2 separate regions of the Mus musculus genome follow, and region 2 is linked to region 1. Evidence: chromatin contacts called from public Hi-C data. All regions are on one chromosome and are shown on one strand. The core of a region is the stretch at or near the end of the contact, and the rest is flanking DNA. Distances in the headings are between cores, read along the strand shown. Region 1 overlaps Sobp (sine oculis binding protein). Region 2 overlaps Pdss2 (prenyl (solanesyl) diphosphate synthase, subunit 2).

Region 1 (3,382 bases), core at 562-3,061:
GAAGTAAAAAATTCACATCTACTAACTATATTTCCTCTATCTGGAGATGAATTAAGTAGAAAATACATTAATATCTGAATTTATAATAGAACAGTTAACCCTTAGCCACAGCCAACTGATGAGGAGTATTTTACCATGCGAGGACTAATCAGGGCTCCTAACACTATGCAAGTCGACAGTTGAGGGTCTTAATCATGAGTGGATTTTAGTCCCCTATTTACTTTTCCTCTGGAGGATGACCTACAAAGACACCGCATGATTGAATAAATTTAACTCTCCGGCTTAATCTCATCACTTAAAATGTTACTTTAATAACATTACATAGCTTAACGACATCCCTCACCACCAAAGATCATGTCGTCTCTCGGCTGAATTCAGCAATCAAACATTGAGCAAGTCTGAGGCAGCTACAGCGGCACATTCCTGTAACAGCAGTTACGGAGGATCCCAAGTTCAAGGCCTACATAGTCTACTTGGTTAGTTCAAGGCCAGCCTGGACAACTTAAAGAGACCCTTTTGCAAAATAAAATATTTTAAAAACTGGGGCTATCTCTCTCAGTGGCATGTTCTTGCCTAGCATGTGCAGCATTCTAGGTTTGATTCCTGTACTAGAGACAAAGACAGAAAGATAACACACCAAGGACACCCCACATGAGCAAGTCTCGCACTGACTTAGTGAGTCTTGGCCTGACTCTGAGCAGTGAGACACAAATTCTGGGCTTACTGGATACTGACTCCCATCCCCAGCCTCTGATCATCTCCATCTCTGTTAAGGACTATAGGAGTATTGCTTACCCAAGATGCTCAGTAAACTACAGCAGGGTGCAAGCAACTTCTATGGCTTCTTATGGTTACTAGTTAGCCTTCTCAGGCTTCTAGTGGTCTATAGCCCTGCACACATCTATTGACATACATTAGACTCCACTGTGTAGACAGCTCCTCTAAGGGTAGATTGTAGCATAGGGATTTCCATGCAATCTGATATGCAGTGACAGGAACTAAGTGGCTTTTTAAAGCAATTTTTTCCTTTATTCTATCCCAAGCCATGATATGAGCTGAAAGCTAGGAACCCAAGGAACAAAGAGTTATGCACATCTTGCCCAGTCCATACTTTTACTCATGGTTCAAGAGCTACACAGAGGCATCGAAATGGAGGGAAACTAATAATAACCTGTGCACACCCAAAACTTGGGATCTTGTGGATATGACCTTCCTGGGTGTACTAGATTTTAGAATCAGACCCTGCAAATGTCTATGAAAAAAAAATAAAACAAACTCTGGGCTCATTCAACTATCTTAAAATATCTCAGTGTGAGCCCCCAGGCCTCTTTGGCATGCATTTATTCAGATATTCCACATTTTTAGCAAAGCATGAATTAACAAGAGTGCGACTTCAATCCTAGAAAGACACATGATCATTTCCCCTTGGTTTCTCTGGCAAGCTCACACAAAACTTCCCAACTCTGCCCCTGCACTGTTCACCAATGGGTTTCACAAAGCTTTTTTTTTTTTTTTTTTTTTTTTTTTTTTTTGAGCAGGCAAACTCAGGGAGTGCAGCCATGCTGAGTGCAGGTTAGGAGGAGAGAAACCCCTCAAAAGGACTCCTCAGATCATTTGTTCAGTTCTCGTTCTTCAAATAAACCAAGCACTATTAGTACCAAGGCAGGAATCCCGGCATGTGACTGGATCAATTAGGCGAATATACAGCACAAATAAATAGATCCCTTCCTGATCGTTCGTTTCCTGAACTGCCCACTGCCCAAACAGACAGACTACGAATTCCAAATGTGCACATTTATCTCCATGCAGCAGAAGTCACTGGGACACAATGTGGCTGATGAAATCTGACACTGTGGTTAATGTTAAAAGGGAGTGTGCCTCCTGGACGGATTGGATAATTACTGGCAGCTCAGATGAGAAAGACTTGATTCAAGTGACTAGCATTAGCTAGCACCAGAAGGAGAGCCAGAGATCTACTGTGTCTGGAATTAGCATTCCCATGTATGTGGCAACAATCCTGTATGCTGATCAGCAGGAAACTAGTGTCAGATTTATCAAAAATCCCCACTCTGCTCACACTCGCTGAGAACACGGAGTCTTGAAGCTCTGTAGAGTCTTGATCAGCTCCTCACACTTAACTGAAATACTCGGTGGTATTTAGAAGTTGGAATTCATTCTGGGTAACAGGTTAGGATTCTTTGTTTCCCCTCACAAGCTCCAAAGCCCATTAGAAAACGGAAGTGTTTGCTAAGTCCTTCTTTTCAGGATATACTCACCTGTCCATTCTGATTGCACGCACGTCTCCCTTACACATACAATTCTCACACAGTTTTCAAGGATTCAGATCAATATAAGGATCTGTGCGTGTCCCCGAGGCCTGTGGTGGCATTCCTAGGGCACTGTGTCCCACCTGCTTGCAGAACTTCTGTCCTGGATCTCCCTCTGGCTTTCCACAGAAACCTGTGCTTTAAGTTTTCCCCGCAACTTCACTTCATTCCACCTGCCAGAGCTTCCGGCTTTCTTCCCACTCACAGAGTGTTTCAGGGACTAGCACACTCCTCTCCCCCATTATTGCTCTCAGAGACTCCCAGTTATGGCAGCTCACTACAATTCCATTCCATATTTTAAAATGTGAGAGTACAGGAAAACTGTTGGCTTAGTTGTTTTTCTCCCAGAGCTTCCTGAGGACGTCCCTGTTTGCTGTGTCCAAAGGGAACTTAGACCTCAGCCTACAAAGTGAAGGCCTGGAGAGAGGACTACCCTATATGCTAAGCAGTTGGAAGGTTTTTCTAAGACTGAGCAGCCAAGGCCAAGTGCAGGCCAAATGCAGACAATCAGATCTTGCAAGCTTCCCTATGCCCAATAAAAGCCAGGGAAATCCAGTAGAACAACCCTGGCTCCTGGCCTCATTTACTTGCAAGCCAGTGTGCAAACATCAAGCAGAATCAAGTCTTTGGCCAGAGACTGAGGCAGTTAGAGGACATTAACTGCAAGTAATTTCTTAATGCCCTTCTCAAAGCTTTGTGAATGACAGCCATTTTGCAATAAAACATTGCACGTGTCTAAAGAGTAAAAACTGGACACGTTAACCAGTATATTAGCAGAGATTTTGCTACACATTTCTTCTACACTACTGGGTTTCATAATTAAGTCTAAAACCAGGAAATCTTTTCAGGCTATGCTTAGGTTTAATTTGAAAAACCAAAACAGCAACAACAACAACAAAATTACACTCTATGTATAAATAAAATATAACGACAAAAACTGTGATGATGTATGCTAATTAGTGATGGGTTCCCTCTAAAAGACACCTCTAATAAAACACTGGGATGCATCCAGGCTATAGTTTGACAGTCAAATCAATGCTTATTGAACAATAGTC
Region 2 (3,382 bases), core at 338-2,837, 260 kb after region 1:
ACCTGCTTGTGAAGTTGGGCTCAGGATCCATTGGGATCCTGGAGTTTAGGAGCTCTGCCTCCACTCTGAGATAAACCAGTTCACAGTGCCTTTACTGCTCCTGCAGCAGGTTTATGCTGAACACCTGATTCTCTGGGAATCTGGAAGTTTCTTGCATTCTAGGCAGAGAGCCCATAGGAGCAGCCCTGAGAACAACCTGAGCCTGAGTCTCCAGGGACACTGACCACACTTCATGCGCAGCTCACACTTATTGTTAGAGTGCTAAGCATGCCTTGTGGCTCTGCTGGGAGGTTCTATTGAAATGCTTCTGGACTCCAGCCACAGAGACCCCTTCCCTTGACTGCTTTTTCTCTGTGTCCTTTCACTCGTGTGTGTGTGTGTGTGTGTGTGTGTGTGTGTGTGTAAAATTTTTTTGAGACAAGGTCTCATTGTTTAGCCTGGCTGTCCTGAAACTTGATATGTAAATCACACTGGCCTTGAACTCACAGAGATCTGCATGTCTCTGCTTCCCCTGAGCTATGATTAAAGGCATGTGCTACCACACATGGCCATTAAACTGTGATTTGACCCTATACTCTGCACACTGATTCTTCCTAATATCATTAGACCTGAGGAACGAGAGAGAGAGAGAGAGGGAGAGAGAGCGAGCTTAGTGGTTCAGAACACTGACTGCCCCTCAGATGACTCTGGTTTGAGTCCTGGTATGTACGTGGGGGTTCATGACCATCTATGATGCCTGTCACAGAGAATAGATCGCCCTCTTCTGGTCTTCCCTGGCATTGCAGTGAAGTGGTGTATGTGGTGCACAGACAAAACCCCTGTATAAAAGTAAACATTCTTTAAAAAAAATTTAAAGGGGCTGGAGAGAAGGCTCAGGGGTTAAGAGCACTGACTGCTCTTCCAAAAGTCCCGAGTTCAAATCCCAGCAACCACATGGTGACTCACAACCATCTGTAATGAGATCTGACACCCTCTTCTGGTGTGTCTGAAGACACTACAGTGTACTTACATATAATAAATAAATAAATCTTTTAACAAAAAAAAAAAGTTTAAAATTGGGCTAGTGGGTTGGGGTTTTCTAAGATTATATCTGTTTGTTCTAACCTAACTTAGGGAGCTAAGCACATCCACAGTCCTTTGTAAAGTCAGGCCTCTGACTCAGGTTGGTCCTGAGAAGAGGAACAGGCACAGCTCCCCTGTCTTCATGCAGGCCCTGCTCGTGGTTGCTTGGCCCCAAACCAAAAGTAAGAGAGCTTAATCTAGCGCTCCGGAGAAAGACCTAGTTAATTAACAGTCACTGAAGTTGCAAAGGTCTAGTTGCGTTTCTAAGCACAGTTAATGCTTGACATATTAGCCATGTGTTTTATAGGACAAGATAAGTCTTATTCTCTTATTTGTCTTATGTTTGTACTTCTCTTCCTTTGGCTCTTAGCTTTCAAGTCAAGTACAAAAATAAGACAATTGAGTCTTAGAAATCATAGGCGTGCGCTCCCTCGCATGCTTGCTCTACGCGCCTGCAGAGCTGTGGGCCCTGTCTAAGGCGTGAGAGTAAGATGACTGTGTTTATGGAGGAAATGACAGGCGAGAAATGTAAACCAGGCATCTAGTGGGGAAATCAGAAAAGCCTCCAGGGAGGACCTGCTGTTTGCGATAGACCTTAAAGGGTGGAAGGAAGTGCACAGAACGGAAGACTGTCTGCAGAAGGAGCCGCTCCATGAAAGGAAGCATAGGCTAGGTGCTGGGCTCACACCACTCCAGAGGCAGGGGCCAGCCAGGGCTACACAGAGTGACCCTGCCCTTAAAACAAACAAATACAAATCCAAAAAGACCCTGCAGGGATGGTTCATGGGAAGGGTAGAAGATCTGTAGTGCCGGGATGTAGAACTGAAGTCATGTGTACAAACTGAAGGTGGGTAATCAGGGGATTCCTACAGAGTCGAGTCAAAAGGGGTCCTGAGGGTGGTCCATGGAAGGGAGTCGCTCGCTGGGTTTGCTCCGAGTGCATACGCTTGCCCTCATTGGCATTTGTAGCCCTGCCAGGAGCACCTTTCAGAAACCACATCTCCATACCCGGTTGGGAATATTTTAATAGCTATCCTGCTTAATTATTTTTATCTTAATCAAAAGTGTTACCATCTGGTGGAGTTTTGTTGTTGTTGTTGTTATTGTTGCTTTCTTTTTTTTTTTTTTATCATCCTTACCAACTTTAAGTCTCTTCCTACAAGAATATAAGTACCGCTGTGTTTCTAGTCCAAATCAGTACCTGGCATGCCAGTAGTAGCCCCAGCCACCTGTTGCTAAGTTAATAATTTAGAAAGCCCCAGAGTGATGGTAATGGAAGATTTTTGTCATCTTTTTGGGAAGGACTGTTAATATACAATAAATTGGAAATATTTAACGTATACTATGTGATGTCCAGACATATACAAGGACCAGAGAAATTATCACAGTGAAATTGATAAGCATCTATCGCCCCAATGATTTCTTCTTTCGTACTCCTCCCTCCTGTACCTTCTGCTGTGAGCCTTAGGCAATCCGTCATCACTATCAATTAGTTTGCATTTTTGTAAAACTTTATATAAATGGATCTAGAAATATCAACCCTTTGACTGGGGTCTTTGAACAGTTACTTTCAAATTTATCCATACTACAAATCTGAGTAGTTCATTTCTGCTCAATGGTATTCAGTTGCAAGCATCTAACACAGTCTGTGATCCACCTATTGGGGAAAATTTGAGATGTTTTCAGTGCTAAAGTATTCCAGATGAAGCTATTGAGAGCATTCATGTGTAAAGTCTATATAAAAATGGACTTTCATTTCTCCTGGGTTTACCTAGGAATAACCAGGTTGCTATCTGTGTGACATACAATGGGTCTGTCGTGCTCTGTGCTGGCTAGTTTCCATCAGCTTGACCAGGCTAGAGTCACTGTGGAAGAGAAAACTCCAGTTAAGAAAACATTTCCACCAGATGGGCCTGTACAGGTGAACTTTCTTGATTGATGATTGATAGGGGAGGACCCTGCTTACTATAGGCGGTGCCTCCACTGGGCTGGTGGCCCTGGCTGCTGTAGGAAAGCAGGCTGAGCAAGCAATGGGGAGCAAGTCAGTAAGCAGCATTTCTCCATGGCCTCTGCATCAACTCCTACCTCCAGGTTCCTCTCCTGACTTCTCTCAGTAATGGACTGTTGCCTGAAGATGTAAATGAAAGTTCCTTTGCCCTGCAAGTTGCTTTGGTCATGGTGTTTTAGCACAGCAATGGAAGCCCTAAGACAAGCTTTCGCCTCCACTTTACATTCTGTCAGCTGGGTATGAGAATTCTGGTTGTCCCACGCCTTATTAAAACTTAATTTGATCAAGTATTTAGAGTTTTAGCCACTCTAA

The links. A called contact is a pair of places that touch in the nucleus more often than the background predicts.
Region 2: a contact with region 1 is called in a Hi-C map of the N1E-115 cell line, with 5 times the contacts expected there. The contact joins two enhancer-like sites. A contact is called at or near these places in 3 of 484 Hi-C or Micro-C datasets (the AtT-20 cell line, the N1E-115 cell line and nephron progenitors).

The regions. Positions count from the first base shown.
Region 1 is chr10:43,119,395-43,122,776 of GRCm38.p6, forward strand. The region is part of intron 4 of Sobp (sine oculis binding protein); the gene reads right to left. Among named protein-coding and RNA genes, the nearest start is that of Gm51799, 43 kb to the right of the region's middle. Within about 2 kb of position 1,812, at least 11 of the 459 cell types and tissues checked have an H3K27ac peak or open chromatin away from gene starts, as enhancers often do. A contact at or near this core is called in the N1E-115 cell line, where this site is marked.
Region 2 is chr10:43,377,729-43,381,110 of GRCm38.p6, forward strand. The region is part of intron 4 of Pdss2 (prenyl (solanesyl) diphosphate synthase, subunit 2); the gene reads left to right. Among named protein-coding and RNA genes, the nearest start is that of Gm40631, 37 kb to the left of the region's middle. Within about 2 kb of position 1,588, at least 20 of the 459 cell types and tissues checked have an H3K27ac peak or open chromatin away from gene starts, as enhancers often do. A contact at or near this core is called in the N1E-115 cell line, where this site is marked.